6 separate regions of the Mus musculus genome follow, and regions 2, 3, 4, 5 and 6 are each linked to region 1. Evidence: chromatin contacts called from public ChIA-PET, HiChIP or PLAC-seq and promoter capture Hi-C data. All regions are on one chromosome and are shown on one strand. Each heading gives the region's core, a stretch centred on a gene start, on an enhancer-like site or on the middle of the called end of the contact. The rest is flanking DNA. Distances are from core to core; before and after follow the strand shown.

Region 1 (3,046 bases), core at 437-2,936:
TCTGCAAAAGAAGCACTCACTTATAAACACGAGCCCATCTACCCAGCCCTTCCTCTGGGTCTTCTGCACGTACGTACACTCCATTACACAATCAAGGAGCTGAAGAGGCTGGTTTAAGTAGAGTGAACGGCCTGGTATATATAGTTCCACAACAAAATATTTTAATGGATCATGGGACTGAAGACTTGAGGACAAATTATTCACAGTTTCAAAGTATTAGGCCAGACAACTTCTTACTTACAAAGGGTGAAATCTATTTTTACAATGGCAAATCAGTTGATTCAGGATCATACCTAATTCCCCAAAGAATCAACATAAAATGGTTCTTGTGTCCTGAGAAGGGCATAATCAAAATGTAATTTCAGTTTCTAGAGCCTTCTGTAAAACAGGTCTAGACTTTTGAAACTAGGTGTGTCTTCAAAGCCCAGAGATAATAGAGGGATTTCCATGGACTGACTGGGAGTAAAGAGGCAGAACAAATAAACACAATGGCTGCTTCCCAAAGAGGGGAAGGGACAATGGACAGTTAAGGAAATCTGCACGTGAACTACAAAGTAGATTAAAATGCATCCATGTTCAATTCCCCAAATGTAATGAAGTGGAAAATAATACTTAAGTATTTTTGGGTTATCAAAAATCTCCAAATGGGTCAGCAAAGTTAAGTGCGTGTACACAGTACAGGGGTGTTGTAAAAAGCTTTTTAAAAAAAAAAAAATCAAAACTTCAATTTAAGGGCAAAAACACAAAAACTACCTCGAGTCGACCTGTAGATCAACATTTTTAATTATAAAGTTTACAAACGGGCAGTCCTCCTCTTTGTAAACGACTAATCAAAGAAACACACCACTCTCTCCCCTTTGCAAAATTTCTTAAAAGGCTTGAAGTAGGTACAAAGGGCAATACTACGACGCGCACCACGAGGCATGTGGGTTGAATAGATGGTATTTTCCACCTTGGGGGCCGAAGACGATCGGAGACCGCGGTGTGGGAAGGGGCAAGGAGGCCAACATCCCTAGCTGACAGGTGACAGCCGCCTGCTCCAGAACTGCCTGTTGTCGCCTTTGAAACAAACTTGGAGCTCCTCTGGCCGCCACTCGGCTCCTCCCTAACCCCAGTCCGGCAGGCAGCGGCTTCTAGAACCCTCTAGCCCTCTCAAACACTTCCTGCTCCTCGCCAACTCCGGCTGATGGAGCCGGGCGACCAGGCCGCTCACTTACCACAGCGCCCGCCCCTTGGGGGCCGTTCGGGGTCGTATCCGCCATGGGAGACACTCGGGAGCCCGGGACGCTGCAACAGCAAAGAAGAGCAAAACGTCAGTGCGGGGCGACGACCCTCCGACCTGCTTTCAGAGCCGGCAGGAACCCCAAACCCCCGGAGGAACGGGCCCTCCCGGACGCGTGCAGCACACAGCCGCAGAAGTCCCCCTATGGCGGCCCGGTAATACCTGCCCCGCTCGGTCCAGACCGAAGCTGCCTTTCTAGAAAGACCCAAGCGAAGGCGGAGCTTCGGAGAAAGGCCTTAAAGGGCCGATCGACGCCGCCGGTTCCCGGGGTTGCAAAACCGGAAGTGATCCTTTCGTTTCCACGTGAGTCAGGCGGGACGTTGAGAGTCACCGGGCGTGGTTTCCGGAGGCATGACGGGAAATGCAGTTTTTCTCCTTGTTTTGGTTCCACCTTCCCTACGAGCCAATTGGCACGGAAATGTTAAGTAAAACCACCGAGGCAACTTTCGTCTTAACCGGCACTCAGGCGATTTTCCTCGCTGGCTTCCGAACCTCAAAAATCTCTCTACTTCCATATACAGAAGCTTCAGAAATATCTATGATCTCTCCAGATAGCGATTCACCAAACCCTGTGATTTAGTTTTCTTATTTCAAGCACTAGTGAAACCGGCTATGTGACAGACGCTTGGAGGAAAAAAAAAAAAAAAGAACATAACACTGACCTTCTCAGAGACAATAGAGCAAAAACGACCACAAGCTGAGTTAATCAGGGGTTTCTGGAAAAGTAATTCTGGCCATAAATCTTGAAGGGAAAGGAAAAATTGTATATGAAAAGGGAAGGAGGTTCCAAATAAGAGAACAGAGCAGGTAAAGTAACAGAATGAATCAGGACAGTTCGGTGTGAACTGAATGAATGGGTCTGGGGGGGGGTGAAAGATTTGAACTGCTGAGAGGCAGGGTGTGTGGCAAGAAAAACATTACATGAGGGCACGGGAGGGGTTGGAAGGAAAGGGGAGAAATGATGAAGTTATATTTTAATTAAAAATATTTTTAAAGACTTATTATGTATACAGTGTTCTGCCTGCATGTATGCCAAAACTTCTGAACTTAACTCTGCAATCTAGGGAGCCAAGCTACAACTTTAAGCAGAAGTGTGACATCATCTATATTAGAAAGATCATAGGGAGGCCATTGCACACAACTAGGGAGAGCAATGAAATCCTGAATTGTGTGATGGTGTGGGAGAAAAGAACAGGAAAGAAGACTTGAATGTGGCTTCCATAATTTCATGTCTGGCTAGATAAAAGGTATGCAGGGGTGGGGGTGTCGTCTGCAGAGACCCGGAGAAGAGGCATAGAGAAAAATGAAAAAGAAGAACAGAAGAGAGAGGTGGAGGACAGGAAGCTGACTACAGATCTATACTCCAACTTAGGAACCGAGTATCTCTAAGCTCCTACTCTCTCAGAAGTACAATTGCCTTTATGATTCATGGCAGCCTAGGCGCCAGTCAGCTGCTGTCTAGGAGTCAAAGGATGCTCGGTAGAATGTTGTAAACTTTTCTTCTAAGGCCAATGTCCACATTCAGGTCCCCACAATCTCCAGTCTAGATTCCCTATCACCCAAGCTCAGCTAACACATTATCTTCTCTGCATTGCTGGAGTATAATTTGTCCCCTATTTTAGAATATTTATCATTGTCTAATATTTCTTTTTGATTATTTGTTTAATCTGGCTCTCCCACCATGTATGGGTAGTGTGTGTGTTTGTGTGTGTGTGTATGTGTGTGTGTGTGTACATGCACACATGTGTATCTTGGTTTACCTGG
Region 2 (3,031 bases), core at 522-3,021, 140 kb before region 1:
TCAAGGCCGTTCTGACAACTATGCAATGGCTGGTGGGTGATTTCTCTGAAATTTGAGGCCTTTGCTGGGCTGAGTGAAGGTTTAGCATATATAAAACTTCTGTTTCCCATTGTCATGGATGAAAACGCCCCATCCAGCTGTGCACATCCTCCTCGGTCTAAGCTCTGAGTTACCCTTCTGCTTCCCTGCTTAATTTGTGGAATCCGTATGTGAGGTTAGTGATGCCCTGGGAACCACTTCCTAGTAAAGGCTACAGAGGTGCTATAATTGTTACTGATGGAGATTACGCTTTGGACCTGCGGAGAACACTGGCTTTATTAAACAAATCAAGATTACTATGTTCTTTGTGGAACCAAAAGCTAAATGGGCAGCGTTTGTGAAAATTATGAGTGTCATCTACAAACACAGCAAAGAGCTTTGAAAATGGGGTAGAAATTCAGACTGTGAGTATCCGTTTAGAAAGGACTTTTGGGGAGGCCAGTTTTGTCAGAATAATCACGCATCCTTTAGATTCAATATTTAGCAAATATTGAACAAATCAGCTGAACAGTTTAGAAGTAAAAGAAATTAAATGGGTAAATGAGCTGTCATTTACAGTGGACCCAAGACCAGTGTCTTTGGCTGTCCAAGAGAAAGGGTTGTTTGTTTGTTTGTTTGTTTTTTCCTAACTATAAAAACTGTCTCCGGATAACATCCAGGATAGCATTAATGTTGATAGCTTCTTGCTGGTCTGGGGCACTCACTATCATCTTGTTAAAATCCTCATCTGTAGCACCGAAGACTTCTCATACTGCTGTTTATCTGCTCTGCTGAGTCCCGTTCCTCTCTTTGGTGGTTTATTTAGTCAGTAAGCTTGGACAAGCTTCCCTTGGTTGTCTTGTAGTCTTTAAATGATCCATCGAGTTTTCTCTTCCACGAGTTTGCAACTTTTACATTAAGTTTGGGAAGTTAGCAGGAGCTAGCCTCAGGGCCTTAGAGCCTTAGCATAAGGAATCAGACAGTCCCCATGGAGAGGCCTGAGTTCCTCCTCCACCTCTTTAAAGGCTCTGATCTCAACACCAACTCTGGGTAGCATCATGCCCTGGGACAAGCCTTTGTCAATGCAGCTTCTAATTGTCATCTCTGCATAGGCGGACATTAGCTTTAGTTGACTAAGAGCCTGTATCACCTTCACTATCAAATGTAGCTTTAAGGAAGGGGGTATCTAAATCATTTGTGGGTACACCTACACCAAGGGTTCTTGCCACTTGCTTCAGATGTGCAGAGGGCACCCGCTGCTTCCTGTACTGTATTGCAAGGTCTGGATGATAATAATAAGAAGTGCAGTGGACTACTGATGAGCTGTTGTCAATTACATCTGGAGCATTCGTTCAATATGATGTTGAAAGGGGTGTTTCTTGTGTGTGATCCAAGGTCTGGGAAGTCTGGCCTAGGAAATCTCCAGTGTCGGGAACCTAGCTGTTGTGCATATGTGGAAACTAAGGACTACAATGCTGACCTCCGCCGTAGCAGTTCTCACATGTAATTACATGAGGGCCTAGAATTAGCCTAGTCAAGTGTCCCTTTTTTCTGCCTGCTTATGTGATTGCTGTTTTCTTCAGCTTAGTTTACCACCTGATACCAGCAGTCAAACACTTAGGATTGTTTCAGCCTTCTGCTGGCTCTTTCCCTGTGTGGGCATCCATTTAAGGCTGGGGTGCTACTCAAGTCATAGTGGTTTCCTGTGTGGTCCCCTGACTATTAAGTCAGCCTGCAAAAGGTGCCGCTTCTGGCAGAACTCCCTGTTAAAGCTGACTACCCTGATTTCCCCACATGCCTTGAGTTTGTTGTCTAGAGGTCTGAAGATGTTGTCAAATTGACTTGGTTTGCTTTTCCACGTCATTCTGGCAGTCAGACACATTGTTTTCGTGATGCAAAACCTAGTCCTCTGTCAACTTTTAGAATTACCCTGAGCCGTTCAGCGTTGGTTGGAAGTAGACTTGAGTTAAAAATATCTCAGGATGCAGCTGTGCCCTGTCATTGGTGAGGAAAATGTGGTTGCCGGGCTGGTGTAACTGAATGTGGCGTTTTCGTCAGTGATTGGGTAGGTCCGGAGTCCCAGTGTCCAAGGCTCGATAGTTCACAGTGGTGCTTTCCTGGTGTATCCTTCATTTTCGAAATTAAAATGCCTGCTTCTCACAAGTGTTTAACCTCAGGCACAGATCTTGCCAAGAGAATGATGGCCCTGGAATGAGCTGTCAGGGGACTGAGACCAGGGACCTGTGGAGGGGAGCAGAGTTTTACATTTGATAAGGCCCCATTTCTCATCAGCCCATTTGTGGGTGTTGAGCCTCTCGTGGTATCAAGAAAAGTGTAGCTGTTTCTACAAGTCCTTAGCCCTGTTCCTCGTCGGTCACAGCATTTAGGGGACTGTCACCATGTGTTTCCTAAGGCTTCCCTATGGTAGAGAGTGGAGGAGTAAAAGCATGCTGATCTCTTGGTCAGGTGGTGAGGGAAGCGCGTGCCTCTGCCAGTCGCTAGTGGGCTGTTCCTGTAGACTGCCCCTTACCCTTCAGTGATCTGCACCGAGGCCATGCCTTCGTCAGGATGACAAGGAGACAGGTTACTGCAGTCTTACTTGGTGCAGCTGGATGCATGGCATCAGGTGGTCGGCACTGGCACAATTGGATTGTGGTTTTCTCTCAGTCCAGTAATGATTCTTGAATGATTTGCTGTCAACACAAAATCTAAACAATAACTCCTAAACTTAGGAATCTGCAGGTGTGTGGTTTCTGCGTATCCCTGCCATTTAATGACTTGTGCCTCTTCTGCAACTGAGAAAGTGGACAAAACTCCTGGGAAGGTGTGAATTATGTCCAGAACGCAAACATGACCCTCATTTGAGTTCTGTGTTTTGCGGTACAGGGAGTCAACCATGTATGTGCTCTAGACTAGCCCTGATACCCACTGGCTACCTCCTTAGTTTCTCTATAGATCAGTTGACTTTTTTTTTTTTTTTTTTTTTTTTTGTAGTTTGAAGGTCATTTTTGGT
Region 3 (2,828 bases), core at 300-2,799, 220 kb after region 1:
GCCGCACTAGGGAGAGAAGGCACAGGAGTTAGAAGATGAGTGGCGTAGTATGTGTACAGCGTGCTGGTGACTGCTTGTGGTGGTTTCAGTGAGAGTGGCCCTTTAGGCTCGTTGGTTTGCATGTTCAGTCCCCGGGTGTGGAACTGTCTGGGAACAATTAGGAGGTGTGGCCTTGTTGGAGGAGGTGTGTCGATGGGTGTGGGCTTTGAGGTTTCAGAAGCCCACAGCAGGCCCAGAGCTTTGCTCTGCCCGTGGTTCAGGATATACAGTACTCAGCTAATGCTCCATTCCCATGCCTGTCTGCTTCCTGCCATGATGATCATGGACTCTACACCCTCCTAGGACTGTGAGCTCCAAATCAAATGCTTTTCCTTGTTTAAGAGTTGCCTTGGTCATAGTGTCTCTTCATAGCAACAGAGCAGTAACTAAGACTGCTCATGTGAGCCAAACAGGGGTACACCTACAATCTCCGTGTTCACTGAGCATCTACTGTGGGTTAGCTATAGTGCCATAAGCCAAATTCATGGTAACAGGAAAAATATGTTTTGAGCATTTTATCTTAACTCCTTGTATTTTACAGAGGACACAGACTGAGAGACACTAACTTGACTGCCAATGGTCTCTTAAGGCTCTCCAGGCCACTCCACCTGAGAATTGCTACGGAACGCATGCCACAGTGCTGTCCCACTTTAGAGGTGCACTGCCGCTGCCAAGGGTAACAAATTCCCTGGGGGTGGAACCCTTATTAGCCGAGTGGTTTGAGAGCAGAAGGGAAATGTAGGAGGGAGGCATTTGCCACAGAGAAGGTGGTACTAGGGGAGAGGTGGCATTCAGCTAGGTGCCAGCCCCTTCCAGAGGGACCAGACCAGCCTCTAAGTCATGCTCTGAGACTAGCTCCCAGAGACTGAGCCACCAGTCAAAGATCATACATGGGCTGGTCCATGGCCCCTGGCACATAGGTAGCAGAGGACTGCCTTGTCTGGTCTCAGTGAGAGAGGATGTGTCTGATTCTGTAGAGACTTGATGCTCCAGGGAAGGGGGAAGTTGGGGGGTGAGATGGGGAGGGTCGGTGGGTGATGGAGGTGAGTGAGGAAGCACCCTCTTGGAGGCAAAAGGGAGTGGGGATGGTGTGAAGAACTCTTGGAGGGGTCTGGGAAGAGGGGAGACAACATCTGGAATGTAAATAAATACATTTTAAAAAAAGACTAGCTGGGCCACAGGAATACATTTGGCAAATGGTAGAAACTGTATTTCACTCTGTTTTGTCTGATTTGTGAATTTCATTGACTGTTGCTTAGATTAGGGACAGAGTGAGTTATTTCAATCTCATACAAGTTGATGTCATAGCCAAGGGAGCTACCAATGAGAAAGAGAATAGAAATTCTAATTAAAAAAATGTATCTGCATCATGCAGAGAAAATGATGACCCAGATCCAGAAATAGACAGTTTGGCTTCAAAAATCAATGATATTCACTTGAAAGGTGCTCATGAGTAGGAAGAGAGGCTGGGATATACGGATTTATGATTCATTCACCTGACAGTAAACCAAGTGTAACAGCCTGCCTATAGCAGGAGAGCTGGCATGTTGGCACACGGTAGTGACCTCAGCACCAGGAGACTAAGGCAGAAGGACTTCAAGGGGATTGAGGCCAGCCTGGGCTACATGGTGAGACCTTTTTTCAAACAAAACAAAACACACCAAGGAACAACAGGGGCGAGCCAACAGACTTAATACAGGGCAGATGAGCCCTGGGCTTCTCAGATGGAGCCATCATTCCAAGGTCTCAGACAGGCTCAGTGTGAGAACTGAAATCTGACAGCTAGCCATGGCCACTTACTGGGTGGAATATATTCTATTAGGGCAATGTCTGAAACCCCATCACATAAAAATCATACGACTGCAAGAACAACAAAGATGCTTTAGATAAAGCCTTAAGGCCTACAAGGCTCAGAAGCCCCATTGTCTTCCAGCATCCAGTTGCAACTTCTTGTTACAATGTCTGCTTTTAGCAACAGAAAGTATCTGGAAAGACAAACTGCACAGATGTGGTTTTCTTCTTCTAGGAGGATTTTTTTTTCCTCCCAGAGGGACTCAGGGTCAGAGAGCTGCATCTTTAAAGCTGGACTTGACCTACACATCTGTCTACTATGCGAGGGGAGAGGATGTAAGGTTACAGGAGAGATTTCTCTGCGCAGGACAAGACCGGAATCCTGACATCAGCTTAGAGCAGAGAGCACTGTGTACATACCCTGAAACACTGAATGTGAAAGTAGAGATTCAGGGTCTCGATGATCATCGCAGCACCTTTACCCAAAGTGAGCCCGCAGGAGGAGCACAGTTTCTTCCCGCTTATAGACCTGGGGCGGGGGGCGGGGGGAGGCACAGTGAGTACAATGAGAAATGAGAGCCTTGGCTCGCGCCACAGGCAGCCGCATGCAAAAATGGCAACATGGATTTTTAAATAAACCATTAATAAAATGAGAACCATCGAACTGACAGTGGATACAGAATTAAGCAGAGCCATACACTGCCAGCAAGCTGAAGGTGACAGGTCATCACGTGGTGCTGAATCTGCTGTGTCTGGGGCATGCTGAGATGACTCAACATACGACGTGTCTCATGTTTAAGGAAGTCCTAATGACACGAAGATTTAGCTTTACCAAGTGTATTAGTCAGGGTTCTCTAGAGTCACAGAACTTATGGATAGTCTCTAGATAGTAAAGGAATTTATTGATGACTTACAGTCGGCAGCCCAATTCCCAACAATTGTTCAGTCGCAGCTGTGAATGGAAGTCCAAGGATCTAGCAGTTACTCAGTCTCACGCA
Region 4 (3,108 bases), core at 140-2,639, 180 kb before region 1:
CAAGGCTTCTCTTAAAAACAACAACAACAAAACAAAACCAAAAGTCCAGATAAAACTCCATGGCGTTATAAACTAAAAACGTGGGAAGTGTCTGCCAGAGGAGATAAAGAAGACACAAGGAAAACATTTTCATAGATGAAGAGGGTGGGAGGGAGCATGGGAGACAGGCTGGGAGAGCTGCTGCTGGCGTCCTGATGAAGCAAGGCTATGTAAATAAACTGCTCCATACAGCATCATCACTCAAAAAGGCTAGCTCCCTGTCCTACCTCTAAGCAGCCCACTACCGCTTTTTTAGAAAGGAAGGAAGGAAGGAAGGAAGGAAGGAAGGAAGGAAGGAAGGAAGGAAGGAAGGAAGAAAAAAGAAAAAAGAAAAAAAGAAAAAAAAGGAAAGGGAAGGGGAAGGGAGGGGAGGGGAGGGAAGGGGAAGGGGAAGGGAAGGGGAGGGAGGGAAAGGGGAGGGGAGGGGAGGGGGAAGGGAGGGAAGGGAAGGGGAGGGGAGGGGAGGGAAGGAGGGAAGGGGAGGGGGAGGGGAGAAGGAGGGGAGGGGGAGGGGAGGGGAGGGGGAGGGGAGGGGAGGGGAGGGGAGGGAAGGAAGGGAGAAGGGGAAGGAGAGGGGAAGGGGGAGGAGGACCAGAAAAGAAAAGAAAAGAAAAAAAGAAAAGAAAAGAAAAGAAAAGAAAAGAAAAGAAAAAAGGAAGGGGGAGGGACTTTAGACAGGCTGTATGGTAGAATTTCATATTTGCTAAGCATGTAGACACATGAACTTTAAAAAAAAAAGCAGCAAGGATGTATGGAAGTCCAAGTGTTGATGGTCACCATCCGTGGATAGTGGTATTATGGGTAACACTTTTGTTGTTAATTGTATTCTTCTTTTTTACCTGTCCATGATGAACTTGGACTACTCAAGTTTTCTTTGGAAGGCAGGAATGTGTAACACTGTAGAGAGCTTTCTAAGAGAAACAGCTCACTTTTCAGAAAGTCCCTGTGAGGCTGCTTCCTGCTCCTGAATACACTTGGGACCAGCCCCACCCCACCCCCACCCCCACTCCCCACCCCACCCCCACCCCTGGCCACTGGTCAGGCTTGCAAGCTGCCATGGGTTTGGGAATCTATAACAAGTAATCACGTGACTCAAACCCTAAGTGGACTGGTTTGAGCACAGCGCAGGCTTTGGGGACCAGAATTTATCTTCTAATTTCCTTAACAAAACACGCTAAGCCCTCTGTTGTTCCATCATAAACTGCCAATAAAACCGTGTCAAATCTGCCTACCTATCTCTCGGCCTATGGATTCCTGTCTTCTTCCTCTGGGAAACCCTGAGAATACAGCTGGGTTCACTTGTCACCAAGTACCACCAATGGTTGCTGTACAGACTCATGGAATTCCCTGGCAACAGAACGTAAATAAAGACGTAAGCCCTGGGAAAGGGGCACTGGGCAGCTACGGTGTGGAGTGGGGGGTGGGGGTGGGGAGGGAGTTCATAACTCAGGGGAGACCTGCATTTTCTTGCTACCTCATAGACCCTGGCACCTGACAGAAGAGCAACTTGACAAATATGCGACAAATATGCAGAGTGTCGTCTCTCACCATAGGAATTACCAAAGAAGCTAAAAACAGCAACATGCGCCGCATAATCTCTAACCTCGGGGGACAGAGAAACAGAAGCGCTGTGTCAATCTCATTTCCTTGTTAGGCGAATTATCATAAGAGGGGGGCTCTCGTTCTGAACACCACACTTCACTACCGTTTACAGGGCTCAGCCTTCTGAAATATTGAATTCCATAGCAATTTTATTTTTTGCTTTTGATCTTTCCTGTTTTACTCATTTATCCATAAACATGAGCTACTGAACCGATCTTAAATTAAAGAGCTAAGGCTAAAGCCCCAGGCCATCCAGATAGGACTAAACCAACATCCCAAAAGGGACTTCTTGGTGGACATGAGGGTGTCTCCATCTTTTGGACACCTTGATGTGAGATTACCTGCTAGCGATCCAGCCCTCATTTCTCTTGTTCCTCCAGTTTAGGGAGGGAGACTTAGGCGATGTATGTGTTTTCCTGGGAAGGGACGGCAGAGGAGTTCTCCTGAGGTTAATTTTGTAAGTCATCATCTCTTGTTAAAACATTATCCTCCAGGACACTTCCGTGAAGGAGACTTGTTGAAACTACCCTGCAAAGCAGTACTTTTTTTTTTTTTTTTTTTTTTTTTTACCACTTAACTAATTTTAAAAGTAGCTCATTCAACCAATTTTGGCAACTGAACTATTTTCTGAAATCCAGAATAGCAAAACCTTGGGAGCTAGACAGGGACAAAAGAAGAGATTCGGAAGTCTCAGTGTAGGGAGGACATCATTCATTTACCAAGACACTGGCAGAGAGGCAAAGCAAGACTGGGGTGGACCCTGGGTGGCCTCACCCACTCTCCCTGTGCTACCCCTTGGGCAGAGGGTCGGAGCAGCAGGCGTTCATGGGCTGCTCCACCCATAGGAATCTGGAGGCTCATTCTGGTTCCATGAGAAAAGTGGACACAGTACCATGCCTAGCCCATCTAGGCTTATAGGATCTCACACACAGGGGTGGAATGAGAATCTACATCCAGGGACCCACTTCAGAGTTTATGCACTTTGTGTGGCTTGTGGAAGGGCCAGCAGCACACGTTGACTGTCAGAAACCCTATGATACACACCTAGGACTCCATCTGAATCTGTCAATCAAGAGCAGGGGAGGGGTGGGAGGAGGGGAGGGAAGAGCTAATCGCTGTCTGTTATCCAATGCTCTCTGTGCTGAGCACTGATCAAACACCTCAGAACAATGCTGCCAAGTGGACACTTGTATTGTCCCCTTCACATAGACGTGGAAACCAGCTCACACAAGAACACAAGAACACTGATAAGTGAAACGGCCAGTGTGGCTCCAGAAGGCCTGGCTCCTAATCTCTCTGTGGATCTGCTTCTCCCAGTGAGTGCTTAGCACACACTATGACCTTTACTCCCCAGCCCCCATGCTTACAAATGAGATGCCTGGTTCTTATCTACAGGGTGTTCTCAACTTCACACTATAGAAAAGTAAAGCTGTATTTGAAAGCAGGTTTGTGAAGTCCAAACACTTA
Region 5 (3,010 bases), core at 84-2,583, 240 kb after region 1:
GTGCTCCCAGGGGACTTTTCACTGCTTGGAGAATCCGCTATGCAGAATAAAAGAAAGAAAAGAGGCGTCAGTGTGATAGCTTTCGGCTGTACTGGTCTCGTGATCCTCTCAGTTGAGTGCAGTTCCTACGTTAAGTTAACTTTGGCAGTATTAGAAAACCACCATGAAGCAGAGGCCTGCGGAAGGTTGTGCCCATCACCAAAAGGAAGAAGAGCGGAAGACATCAGGAAGCGCTAGGTACTAGACTCTAGGAAGCTTTGACTGCAGCTATGAGTGCTGGCTCTTAGTACAGCTTGCACTCTGGCAAAGGGAGCAGTCCCTCCACTGTCTCTCATGGAGAAGAAGCCCCACACCGAGAGGCCAGACGGCATCCAGGAAGGACAGAGTTCTTGTAACACAGTTAACAAGAGAACCTTGTGGCTTCTGATCATCGTTTTAAAGGCGCGGGGGGGGGGGGGGGGGGGAGGGAGAGCCAGGTGGATACCGATGGTGGTATTCCTCTGGCATCTTAAAATCAATATAAAGTTCCGTGGAATTCCTCCCGGTTTTAGTACAACACGTGCTGGTGTCAAGGAACAAGCTCATTGCTAACTGTGTGTCACAAACAAGCATCTCTCTTTAAAAAAAAGAAAAAGATCTAAAATCAGAAAGGAAGACAAGTGCCAAACGACATTGGTTGACCCAACATGGATTTTTTACATAAAGAAAAGGCCAGTGACCTGGTATGTTGTTTACCTGACTGGGAGAAAAACTGGGACCGTCGCCAAGAGTTCTGAACTCTCAGCGGGGCACTGCCAGGCAGCTCTAGATCAGATGGCAAAATAGAACAAACAGAAATCCATGAAACTGGGTGAGAACTGAGCAGAACACATTCCACATGTCAAGGTGGGTCAGTTGGGGTCGACTCAGGGACTGACCGTCTCTGAACCTAACATGTAAAACATCTTACCACAATACACACAAAACCTGACGACGTGGACAGTGGGCAGTGGAACTGGCCAGTCTGAGTTCCTGAAAGCTTTTACACCTGTACTCAGTGGGGATTTTTTTTTTTTTAAGAGTTAAAGGTCAAGATGTCATAGTAACAGGCTATGCAGAAGCAACTCTAGGAAAATCAAAAAGGCTGTAGAGATGTGTAGTGGGTTTGTGGCATTCTTCACACCACACTGATGAAAGGAGGAAGTGTGTGGCTTGCTTCCTTTCAAACATCCAGACAGCACACGTCTGCTGGAGGTGCCAAGCGCACAGAATTTCTGGCAAGCATTTGCTCCCTACGCAGTGAGGCTCTGCTACTTCCATCCCCGGAGCAATGAACACAGCAGTCTAAAGCCCGTGTTTTACAGAAACAACTTGGACAAAGGAACTCTGTCAGCTTTAGCTGTAGTTTATGAGTGGTTCCAGAGTGCTGAATGACTGTATTGATGCACACGTGTATGCTTCGGGGGACCCGTGGAACCCTTTTTCAGGTTGACAGGCAGATCAGCAGTGACCTGTGTGAGCATCTATAAATAGATGGCTTTAAAGAAATTGGGGAGACACCAACTTCTGGGGGAGAGAGAATTTACGAGGTGCGGTTCCAGGGCTTCTGGTTCCTTTGGACTGGAGGCTGGAATTCATGCTAGTCACTTAAATGACTTCTTGTATCTGGGCCATAACCCATGACTTCTTTCACCACACTCCAGCTGATGACAAGCATGCCTTCAGAGGCTACGTTTATTGGAGGTCTCTGGCTTCCAGAAAGACAGGCACTTCGTGGAGTCTAAATAAGCACGACGGTCCGTTTCATGTCCATGTGCAATGTCTTGAGACACCGTTCAAATAAATAGTTCAAGTCAGTGGCTCACAGGTCGGGATTTCTGGGCGGCTATAACAGCATCGCTAGACACGTGAACTCGCAGGAAGTACAGATTGGGCCTCTGGTCAGGTCTAAAGGACCAGACCCTGAGGGCCGGGTGCCAGTCCTGAGGGCTTAGGCACAGTCTACTTCAAACCCTGTCACTGTCTTGTCAATGCTTGCTTGCTTGCTTGCTTGCTTGCTTGCTTGCTTGCTTGCTCGCTCGCTCCCTCCCTCCCTCCCTCCCTCCCTCCTCCCTCCCTCCCTCCCTCCCTCCCTCCCTCCGTCCCTCCCTCTCTCTCTCTCTTTCCTTCCTTCTCTCTTCTCTTCTCTTCTCTTCTCTTCTCTTCTCTTCTCTTCTCTTCTCTTCTCTTCTCTTCTCTTCTCTTTATTTAAAGGAAAACACTTAAGAAGAGTTTATTATTCATGCCTAGCACTCGGCTCTATACTCCCTCCCTTAATGCCATTATTCTTCCATTATTCTTCAATAACTAAATCCGATTCTCTTAAAAACTAGAGTGCAGTTATTTGTATGTGACAGGCAGATAGATCTTGGGGAAAACTGGGAGGGAAGACTATGTAGCTAAGAACTTGATGAGCCAAGAACCTGAAGGTGTTCTGTCTCCAGTGCTCACACTTAAAATCCCAGTGTTCATGAACCACACATCATAACAGCACAAGTGCCTGCCAAATCCAGTTTTCCCTTGAAGAACTACCTTTAAGACTCCAGTATTAGGATATTTTATTTTTTAAATTATTCAACCCAGATAAAACATGAGGTAAATTTCTTCAATTTAATAGCAATTTCTCAAAACCAGAATGTCTTGTGGGATATATAAATATATGAAGTATCAAGACTAGTTGATGTGGCTTACATATCTATCCTAACAATATCTCTTATTTACATAGTCATAAAGTGCTAGAAACAGAATGTAATGACAATGTCTAAACATGGCTAAGCGGTTGACACAGTTGTGAGATCTTATTTGCACTCATCGTTTTCAGGACTGTCAGCCTGAAAACTCCGGGCCAATGCTTTGGAGGCAGTATGAAATTTGCTTCAACAGTAAGGGACTAATGACAATTACTGTGTGTACCATTTAGTTTCTTACTAAACGTTCCTTGTTTTGCACATGGGTACCCAAAAATGATCAACAAAAGTTAACAGAGATCAGC
Region 6 (3,147 bases), core at 643-3,142, 200 kb before region 1:
AATAAATCCTTGGTCATGCAGGTATTGAGAAGGATTCAGGACAGCAGGCAAGGCACGTGGCAGCCCTTTATCCCATGAAACATCTGATTAACTACCCTAGGCTGAGCAGGCTCTATGAGAAGACATTTGCTAAAGCCACTTCAATCGCATCTGATGTCGGGCTATAATCTGCAAAACAGATTACTGTTATGGGTTTAAAGCATGCATTCCTCTCTTGTTTTCGCAAAGCACAGACCTCTAACATGCACGCCACAGAAGAGAGAACTGGCTTTTTGTCTCTTATCAACTGCTTCTGTGCCTTAAAGTGACTCTTAACCTCCATAACACTTTGCTTCCTCAGCAGTCAGACCAGGATGACAATATTTACTGCACCTTCCTTTCAGGGTTGTAAAAATGGCCCATGTGTCTGAAACATTAGATAAACAATAAAAGCTTATGCAGATGGAATTTATAATATTTTGCAAAGAGAAGATGCTCGAAAAGGACACATCAAACGGCTATGAGAATACAATAATAGCTTTCCCATCTCCCAAGGAGTCTATGGCCCCTGGATTCCTTCCAGGACACTGTCTGGGTGTCTCAGTCTAGAAGCCTGGATATAACCTGAGTGAGACTTAGTGTGACAAGAGGGGCACATCCTCTGCTGTGACAAATGACACAGCTGAATGTCCTCCACCCTGACATCATGGCTCAACTCTCCAAAACCCACAGGAGGTCCCTTGAAGCAACTGATAACGCTATCTGTGTTTTGCCTAAAAGAGCTCTTTACCAATTATGTCTAAACAACTGTACCCATCACTTGTACTCCCTAACTTGTGTGGAGGTATCCTGAGAACGTCATCATAAGGTAAGGTTTATGATCCTTAATCCCTAATTCTGAAACCCAGAGAGCTCTGTAAGCCAAGTTTCCCTAACGCATTTGGTAGGAAAACCTGAGCTTGGGCAAGACTGCTAATTGAACTCAACCCCATGGTGCATTTCGCTGTGGAAATAGGAGGATACTATGAGATGATTTCATAACCTCCAATGGCAGTATCATACCCTCTAGTACACTGCTTCTCAACCTTCCTAAATCTGCAACACTTTAATATAGTTCCTTTTACTGTGGTGATCCCCCCCTGCATCATAAAATGATTTCATTTCTACTTTATAGCCTTAATGTTGCTACTGTTATGAAATGTAATGTAAATATTTGTGTCTTAGGCGACCCCTGTGAAAAGGTTATTGAACTCCCAAAGGATCTTGACCCACAGATAAAGGACCACTGCTTTAGTATAACACCAACCTTGAGATGCCTCCAACATATATGTTTTAAGGCTTCGCATGTACAACTAGCTGGATGTAATACTAGGCTGGCTAGTTTTATGTCAACTGTACACAGGTTAGAGTCACTGGAGAAGGGGGAGCCTTTGAGGCAATGCCTCTAGAAGATCAAACTGTAGGCAAGCCTGTACGGCACTTTCCTCATTGGTGATTGATGTAGAAGGACCCAGCAAATTGTGAGTGGGGTCACCCCTGCATAGGTGGTTCTGGGTTCTATAGGAAAACAGGCTGAGGCAACACCTCTCCATGGCCTCTGCATCAGCTCCATCCAACACAAGGGAAGAGGCTGAAGAAGCCCCAGAAAAGACATTAAAGAATGGAGGATCAGGGGGACAAGGCAAGGTCGTGAGTGGAGGGAGCGCCAGCGGGCAGGGCCCGGCCCCCGGGGCTGTGGCTTCGCCAGACCTGCTGACGGAGCACCTGAGCTCAGCTTCCCAAGGAAACTTACAGAAGGAAGGCTTTATTTGGCTTATGGTTCCAGGACAAGTCCATCTCCATAATGATGGGGAAGCGTGGCGGTGGAGAGGCATGACAGCGGATGGCAAGGATGGCAACCGGAAAAGGAAGCTGAGAAGTCACATTCCGGAATCGCGAGTACAAATAGTGAAGAGCAAACTAGTAGTGTCACTCTTTAAAGTCCCTCCCCCAGCTACGTAATTCCTCCGGGAAAGCCATGCCCTCTAAACCTTCAGCAAACAGTAGCACTTACAGCCCCCAAAGGTCAAGGCTAAGGAAGACATTTGTCTTTCAAGCTACCTTGCTCTCAGCTCCTGCCATGGGGCAAGAATCCCAGCCCTTGCCCCCTCTGAGTTATGGAACAGCCTTTTTCTTCTTCTTCTTCTTTTTTTTTTCTTTTTTTCAAATTGATTGAAATTTTCATGTAGTTTGAGCTGAGAATCACAAAAAGAGGAAATAAAGATTATTTCAAAAGGTGAAAAAATGTTCAGAAATTGGTCAACTAGGATGGACGAGATGGCTCAGCAGGTAAGGGTCTTGCCATCAAGCCTGAAGACCTTAGTTCGATCCCTAGGACCCACACATTGGAGGGAGAGATTCAACTCTCACAACTTGTTCTCTGACATCAATACTGGCACCATGGTATGCTCACTCTAAATAAGTCAAGCTCTCTCTAAATAAACAAATGGTCTTTTTAAAAGTTAGCTCTTGGTTAATTAGAAAACAAAACCAAATTCTTCAGCACATAACACTCAAGATATTAAGATGTCAAATATAAAGTATTAAAAACTTTAGCCAGGTGGTAGTGGTGCCCACTTTTAGTGGGACAGCCTTCTGATCAATTCCTTTCCTGTTTAAAGTTACCAAAAGAGGTTCTGTTTCTTTGGCTGTGAGAAATGAATTCACATGAGTAGAAAAGTAAGATTAGAGGCTGGAGAGACGGCTCCCCGGTTAAGAGCGCTGGCTGCTTTTTCAGAACTCCTGAGTTCCATTCCAGGATCTAGTGGCTTACAGCCATCTGTGATGGGACCTGATGCCCTCTTTGGGGCACAGGTGTACATACAGACAGAGCATTCAAATACATAAAATAAATAAATAAATCTTTAAAAAGAAGAAAAGAAAATTCTTTTCTTCTTTATGTTAAAAAAAGTGATGACTGCTGTTGGGGAAAGATCAGGGTCCTTTTAGAGGTTTGACAATGAAGACAGACATTGGAGCAACTGCTAAAAAAAGATTGGCTAACAGGAGGTGTTTGAGGGGTGACAGGTAGGGAAGGGTGAAGCTTAGGTAACAGGGGACAGGATGATGTAGAAGAGGGGAGGGAGGAAGGCTGGGAAGCTGGGGATAGAAAGAGAAAGGTTTATTTTT

What was found. Promoter capture Hi-C pulls out the DNA fragments that hold promoters and counts their contacts. ChIA-PET counts read pairs in DNA pulled down with a chosen protein or histone mark. HiChIP or PLAC-seq counts read pairs in DNA pulled down with a chosen protein or histone mark.
Region 2: a contact with region 1 is called in an RNA polymerase II ChIA-PET map of effector CD8 T cells, with 32 read pairs. The contact joins the enhancer-like site here to the promoter of Tmem33 in region 1. A contact is called at or near these places in 1 of 39 promoter capture datasets (the C10 cell line), 9 of 484 Hi-C or Micro-C datasets (the C10 cell line, CD8 T cells, Th1 cells and 5 more), 4 of 115 datasets of contacts at active chromatin or transcription factors (CD8 T cells, effector CD8 T cells and embryonic stem cells) and 1 of 9 other capture datasets (liver).
Region 3: an H3K4me3 HiChIP or PLAC-seq map of the SCID.adh cell line shows a contact between it and region 1, with 15 read pairs. The contact joins the enhancer-like site here to the promoter of Tmem33 in region 1. A contact is called at or near these places in 7 of 39 promoter capture datasets (cranial neural crest, embryonic stem cells, frontonasal cranial neural crest and 3 more), 1 of 15 datasets of contacts at CTCF or cohesin (the NIH/3T3 cell line), 1 of 484 Hi-C or Micro-C datasets (embryonic stem cells), 20 of 115 datasets of contacts at active chromatin or transcription factors (the SCID.adh cell line, bone marrow-derived macrophages, craniofacial prominence and 13 more) and 3 of 9 other capture datasets (adipose tissue, liver and pancreatic islet).
Region 4: a promoter capture Hi-C map of pre-B cells shows a contact between it and region 1. The contact joins the enhancer-like site here to the promoter of Tmem33 in region 1. A contact is called at or near these places in 3 of 39 promoter capture datasets (pre-B cells, stem cell-derived epiblast-like cells and trophoblast stem cells), 7 of 115 datasets of contacts at active chromatin or transcription factors (the 230-238 cell line, bone marrow-derived macrophages, effector CD8 T cells and 3 more) and 2 of 9 other capture datasets (adipose tissue and liver).
Region 5: a contact with region 1 is called in an H3K4me3 HiChIP or PLAC-seq map of the SCID.adh cell line, with 23 read pairs. The contact joins the enhancer-like site here to the promoter of Tmem33 in region 1. A contact is called at or near these places in 5 of 39 promoter capture datasets (cranial neural crest, embryonic stem cells, frontonasal cranial neural crest and 1 more) and 16 of 115 datasets of contacts at active chromatin or transcription factors (DN3 thymocytes, the SCID.adh cell line, SST interneurons and 13 more).
Region 6: a contact with region 1 is called in a promoter capture Hi-C map of stem cell-derived epiblast-like cells, with 3 times the contacts expected there. The contact joins the promoter of C330024D21Rik here to the promoter of Tmem33 in region 1. A contact is called at or near these places in 6 of 39 promoter capture datasets (the 3T3-L1 cell line, the HPC-7 cell line, embryonic stem cells and 3 more), 1 of 484 Hi-C or Micro-C datasets (the G1E-ER4 cell line), 5 of 115 datasets of contacts at active chromatin or transcription factors (the 230-238 cell line, bone marrow-derived macrophages, effector CD8 T cells and 2 more) and 1 of 9 other capture datasets (liver).

What each region holds. Positions count from the first base shown.
Region 1 is chr5:67,259,205-67,262,250 of GRCm38.p6, reverse strand. It overlaps Tmem33 (transmembrane protein 33), which reads right to left and starts at 1,686. Exons shown (of 8, transcript NM_028975.4): 1 at 1,445-1,686; 2 at 1,218-1,287. The coding sequence starts at 1,262.
Region 2 is chr5:67,394,336-67,397,366 of GRCm38.p6, reverse strand. Bend4 (BEN domain containing 4) reads left to right here. Exons shown (of 5, transcript NM_001164806.1): 5 at 1-3,031. Among named protein-coding and RNA genes, the nearest start is that of Gm33345, 9.6 kb to the left of the region's middle. Within about 2 kb of position 1,771, at least 106 of the 459 cell types and tissues checked have an H3K27ac peak or open chromatin away from gene starts, as enhancers often do. A contact at or near this core is called in CD8 T cells, Th1 cells, double positive thymocytes and 3 more, where this site is marked.
Region 3 is chr5:67,043,877-67,046,704 of GRCm38.p6, reverse strand. It overlaps Limch1 (LIM and calponin homology domains 1), which reads right to left. Exons shown (of 26, transcript NM_001001980.3): 24 at 2,251-2,359; 25 at 1-6. Among named protein-coding and RNA genes, the nearest start is that of Gm33040, 46 kb to the right of the region's middle. Within about 2 kb of position 1,549, at least 16 of the 459 cell types and tissues checked have an H3K27ac peak or open chromatin away from gene starts, as enhancers often do. A contact at or near this core is called in the SCID.adh cell line and bone marrow-derived macrophages, where this site is marked.
Region 4 is chr5:67,442,877-67,445,984 of GRCm38.p6, reverse strand. No RefSeq gene overlaps it. Among named protein-coding and RNA genes, the nearest start is that of Gm40315, 6.1 kb to the left of the region's middle. Within about 2 kb of position 1,389, at least 26 of the 459 cell types and tissues checked have an H3K27ac peak or open chromatin away from gene starts, as enhancers often do. A contact at or near this core is called in embryonic stem cells, pre-B cells and trophoblast stem cells, where this site is marked.
Region 5 is chr5:67,023,099-67,026,108 of GRCm38.p6, reverse strand. It overlaps Limch1 (LIM and calponin homology domains 1), which reads right to left. Exons shown (of 26, transcript NM_001001980.3): 17 at 1-37. Among named protein-coding and RNA genes, the nearest start is that of Gm33040, 25 kb to the right of the region's middle. Within about 2 kb of position 1,333, at least 31 of the 459 cell types and tissues checked have an H3K27ac peak or open chromatin away from gene starts, as enhancers often do. A contact at or near this core is called in the SCID.adh cell line, where this site is marked.
Region 6 is chr5:67,462,643-67,465,789 of GRCm38.p6, reverse strand. It overlaps C330024D21Rik (RIKEN cDNA C330024D21 gene), which reads right to left and starts at 1,892. Exons shown (of 8, transcript NR_110363.1): 1 at 1,772-1,892. RefSeq lists a cis regulatory region at 1,314-2,376.